Linked DNA regions of Hordeum vulgare: region 2 is linked to region 1. The links are chromatin contacts, called in public Hi-C maps. All regions are on one chromosome and are shown on one strand. The core of a region is the stretch at or near the end of the contact, and the rest is flanking DNA. Distances in the headings are between cores, read along the strand shown.

Region 1 (2,700 bases), core at 98-2,597:
TAGACAGATTATATTACTTTTGAAGTTCTTTTGTGAACATTTTTTGGAAAAACAAGAACAAAAGTGAAAATGTGAATGTTTGTTCAAAACTATGAAAAATGAAATTCACCCCGAACATTTTTTTATTGTCGAACTAATTTTGAAAATGTGAACACTTTCTAAAATTTGTGTACAAATTCCGCAAACTCGAACATTGTTTGAAGTTCATGGGCATTTTATTTAATTTCTCGATAATATATAAAATGCAAACATGTTTTGAAACTTGAGCATTTTCATCATGTGTGAACATTTTTTTAGAGGGGAACAATTTTTTGAAATCCTTTAACTTTTTAGTTCGTGAAAAAAAATGCTAACATACTTTGACATTCTAGACTTTTCAAATAATTGAACATTTTTTGAAAATAAGCAAACAAATTTTGCAGTTATTTTTGGAATATCTGAACAAAATTGTAAAGTTATGAACATTTTTCGAATTGTGATAAATTTTTGAAACCGCGAACATTTTTACAATTGTGAACAAATTTTGAAACATGAACAAATTTAAAATTCGTGAACAAAATTATAATTGTTTTCGAATTGTGAACAAAATTGGAACCATGAACCTTTTCCGATTGTGAACAAATTTAAAATTGGTGAAAAAAAATATAAAATTATGCACAATTTTCAAATTGTGAACATTTTCAAAACATTTTCGAATTGTGAACATTTTTCGAATTGTGAACATTTTCAAAACATTTTCGAATTGTGAACAAATTTTGAAACATGAACAAATTTCAAATTCATGAACAAATTATCAAATTGTGAACATTTTTCGAATTATGAAATTTTATTGAAACCGAGAACATTTTCCGAATTGTGAACAACTTTAAAACACGAACAAATTTCTAATTATTTAACAAAATTACAGCATTTTTCGAATTGTTAACAAATTATGAAACATGAAAAAATTCATATTCGTGAACAAACTTGTGAACAACTTTTAAAACCATAAACAATTATTCAATTGTGAACCAATTTTGAAATTATGAACATTTTTCTAATTATGAACAATTTTAAATTTTATAAATTTTTTGAACAAATTCTGAAACTGTGAACACTTGTCAAAAAATAAACTTGACAAAAATAAAAGATATAAAAATAAAAATAAAAAAGAATACAAAAGAAGAGAAAAGAAAAAATAAACCTAAAAATAAAAAAAACAAATGGAAACGAAAAAACCGGTTTCAGAAAACCTCTAGAAATTTCGTAAAACCAGAAAAAAACCAGCAAGGTTCCCATAACTTGGAGCGTTGGAACGCTTAAACGGGGCAGGTCGTTGCGTCGCTGCTCGGTCGCTCGTCCCTACGAAGTGCCGGTAGTTTGACGCAAGGTGCGGAAAATAGCATTTTCTAAGTTATTGTGTAACGGAGATCCTATTCGATGCACTTTGCGTCAAGTTGTTGCTACATCGCATAGGCTAGCCACTAGTAAACGATGGTGCTGAGGGAATCCCGGTTTGGGAAACCTTCTAGACGGTTCCTGACTAGCCTTGGAAACCTTCTCGAAGGTTTCATAACCGATTTTCTTTTCCATTGTTATTTTTTCTTGGATCATCCGGTTTTAAAATTTACGTGCTTTCATTTATTTTATTTATTATTTTAATAACTATATTTTTTTATTTTTTGATTTTCTAAAGTCATAAAGTTGAAAAAATGATCAGTATTTGGAAACAAAATCGCATTTGAAAAAAGTTTCATAAATTTTAAGCAAATGTGCATGTTTTCCAAAATTGTCATTAATTTGAATAAATGCACATGTTTTCGAAAAATGTTCACAAAATTGAGAAATAAATTATATTTTGAAAATGTTCAAAAAGTGAAACAATGCCCGTGTTTTACAAATAATGTTCGGTAAAGCAAAAAACTTGTTTTGTTCAAGAATTATTAAAAATAGAAAATTCGAAACATGTTCGAAGTTTAAAAAAATCATGTTTCATAAAAAAAGGAATTTCGAAAATTGTTCTTAATTATTTTCTAACAATTGTCGCTATAGTGTCTAGGTCTTGTCCGCTACAGCAGCCGGTTCGATCCACTAGAATGCTTCCGTCCAGAAAGGGTGATCGGTTTTGGACATTTCTTATTTAGCCCTGCAGGCATCCGTTATAGGGCATTGCTGGGCCGGCCTATATACATCTTCTTGTTTTCTGTTTTAACGTTCAAAAAATGTACACCTGTAGGAGTTTGAACTCAGGAACTGCTGCAACGGCGACAATACAGTTAAGACTAGGCCATTGAATGACTAGTGCTTTATAACTTGTTTTTTTCTGTTTATTTGGATATTCAATCGCGAAAATCCATTTGTTTTCCAAGCCGGTTTTCCGCGGATTGCTGGTAATTTCTAGGGCCGTTATTTTGGGTTTTCTTTTTCCCTTTTTCAATGTGCGTTCTTTTTTTTTCATCGAATTTGTTCTTTTATTGTATTTTGAAATGAAGATTTTTTTTCAATTTTTTGAACTTTTTCATATATGATGAACTGTTTTCGTATTCGTTGAATGTTTTTCAAATTTTATGATTTTTTTCCAAATTCGCTGAATTTTGTAACAAAATTGGTAAACTTTTTTAAAAATCGGTGACCTTTTGTCAGGTTTTATGAACTCTTTTCGAATTTGATGAAATCTTTTTCAAATTCGATGAACTGTTTTCCAAATTCGATGAATTTTCC
Region 2 (2,700 bases), core at 128-2,627, 210 kb after region 1:
TGTAGAGTTTGAATATGTTGTTATTTTACATGTTATATATATGTCTAAAAATACTATATAGGATACAATACTAATCAATATTTGTCTTTATTTCGTATCGACTATTTGTATTGTAACATGTTAACTTAAGCATCAATATTTGAGAAATGTTATAATCTTTTGACATGATGTACTTGCACCGGGTTCTTTCTTGTACATATTTTATAATCGACCTTACGTACGTGTCTTTTTTTTAACAGTATCCATACACGTTTTTATCAATGGACTACACTTTTTCATTGTTTTTTTTTTCCGTTGCAACGCACGGGCATTTGTGCTAGTAAAAGAAAAACATTAAAGAGGAGCACCCTGGGATGAGCCTAGGGGACACGTTGTCCACACCCGTCTACAACCACACAACGAGTAGATCCCTGCCAGCCCAAACAGTCCAGGAGACCTCCTATTTGGCGTGTTCAGCGCCGGTTAAGCCACTTGCCGCTCGCATGCCTCTCCCGCATGGTCTGGCCCAACAAACCGAGTGTCCACTTCGTTCACTCAGTTGATAGGTCAGTATACGCTAAAAAAAGTTGATAGGTCAGTATACGTTAAAAAAAGTTGATCGATCACACTATACCTAGTTGTCTGTGACTAGCTACCAATAAACATTGACCAAAGATGATTTACTTTTAAAATAAGGGGAACACATTTTAAAAATAATTTAAAAAGTTCATGAATTTTGGGAAAAAGGTTCACACATTTGAAAAAAGTTCAGGACTTCGAAAGTTCATAATGTAGAAAAGGTTTGCACAAATGTAAAAATGTTCACAAAAAGATTTTGCAAAACTTCATAATTTTAAAAAGTTCACGGAATTTGAAAATTTTAACGAATTTGAGAAAAGGTTATCAAAATTGATTTTTTAAAAGTTTACAAAAGAATGAAAGAAAGTTTGTGATTTTTTTAAAATCAGGAAATAGATAAAATGAACAATGGAAAATAAAAAAGAGAAATAAATCGAAAAAAGGAAAAGTAAAAAGTAAACGGAAAATGAGAATCCTGTGGAAAAAAACTACACAGGCCAGCCTATTTAGGTACCAGTGTGGTGGTTTGTGCAGCGGGCCGGAAATAGGACTCCGTACAGTCCAGAGCCCACTTTCTCGCAGCACACGTTTCAGGCCCACAGAAGAGGCGCAAGCCGACGAACCAACCAATCGAGTCCGTCACTCGCCGTGCCGTCTCGTCTCTCGTGTCGTGTGGTCTCGCTCGCCGTCCCATCTCGATTCCTCCTCCCCACCCGACCTGACCCGACCCCCCCATCGCCCCCCAGCTCAGCTGCCCCTCTCCCCTCCCAGCTCCCCGCCGCACGCCACCCCCACCCCCACCCCCACCCACCCCCACCCAACACGCTCCCGCCGCCGGCGAGGCGGCCCCGCCCGATGAACACGTCGCAGTTCATGGACAAGCAGATCCTCGGCCTCGCCGCCTCCGCCGCCCCCTCCCCGCCCCCCGCGGGCGGCGGCTCGGAGCTCCTCGATCTGATGGGCCCCGACCCCCAGGAGGAGAGCGAGGACGGCCTGCGCCGCCGCCACCACCGCAGCGCCAACGGCACCGCCACCGACGTTCTTCCCAGCTACGACTTCCAGCCCATGCGCACCGCCGGGGCCGCCCCCGCCGCCGCGCCGCACTCGTGGGGTTCCCTCGACTCCAACTCCAAGGCCGCCTCGGTCTCCGCCCCCGCCTCGTCCCCATACAACCTCAAGGTACCTACTGTTACTCGCTGGATCTCTCGGTCTAGCTGCGATTCATGTCCTTGCCCGAAGCAAAGTTACCTGATTATCTCGTGTTGCAAAGTTCACAAAGGCGCCTAGTTCGGAAGATAAATCTAGTAAGTAGGAGTAGTTGCATGTAGGCAGTATTGTGTATTGTAGTGATATTGAATTGCTGGGGCCGTAAGTAGATCGGCTGGGCAAAAGAAGGAACTGCACCTTGGATAGGTTCACGTTGGCTTGTCTTGGGGTACATGATACTGCTAGCTAGGCACTACTACTAAATTTTGGGTATCCTGTAGCATGCGCTGGAAACATGGCCTTGTTGTTTGGTAGCTATCAAGTTAGCACATACGAATGGTATGCATAATCGAATTTGTTGATTCCTCAAGCCATCTATAAGTCATGTTTCAATTCCATGAAACATATCTCAGTGACTTTGTAATACATGCCATCTAACGAGCATGCAATAGCGCATAGATAGACGCTTATTTGTCAGAAAAATGGTCAGTGCGACTGAACTCCCGTAGATTTGTACGTTAAGTTTTATTCTTTTGCATGCTGTTAGATGCCAGATAGCCAGTACATCTGTTCTGTGAAATTTATGCCAAGATCTTGTTTTGTTAGAAGCTACACAGAAATTTGTGCTGACTAATTGCTGTTTAAATTCTTGCACACGACTGATTAAAATGTAACACAAGAGGTATCATGGTGATGCACGTTTTCCCCAGCTCTTACATTTACGACTTTATTTGTACTCTTTTGAATTACTTTGTTGAATCTGTGATTCTTATTTGATATATATTTGTTCGTTGGTTCTGTCGATTGCATGCAATGAACTTCTAATTATTATTAGTTGCATTTGATAGTAAACACCATCACTTGTCATATATAGCTTACTTACATTTTTCTTTTATATGATGGAAAGAGTGCTGGTATATTGGAAAACCGTGTGCC

What was found. Hi-C and Micro-C count contacts between places; a contact is called where the count stands out from the background.
Region 2: a contact with region 1 is called in a Hi-C map of leaf, with 6 times the contacts expected there. The contact joins the promoter of LOC123442805 here to the enhancer-like site in region 1. A contact is called at or near these places in 4 of 6 Hi-C or Micro-C datasets (leaf and seedling).

The regions. Positions count from the first base shown.
Region 1 is chr3H:32,715,769-32,718,468 of MorexV3_pseudomolecules_assembly, forward strand. No RefSeq gene overlaps it. Among protein-coding and RNA genes, the nearest start is that of LOC123442803, 56 kb to the left of the region's middle. Within about 2 kb of position 1,348, at least 2 of the 3 cell types and tissues checked have open chromatin away from gene starts, as enhancers often do. A contact at or near this core is called in leaf, where this site is marked.
Region 2 is chr3H:32,921,163-32,923,862 of MorexV3_pseudomolecules_assembly, forward strand. It overlaps LOC123442805 (pollen-specific leucine-rich repeat extensin-like protein 2), which reads left to right and starts at 1,378. Exons shown (of 3, transcript XM_045118954.1): 1 at 1,378-1,737; 2 at 2,672-2,700. The coding sequence starts at 1,414.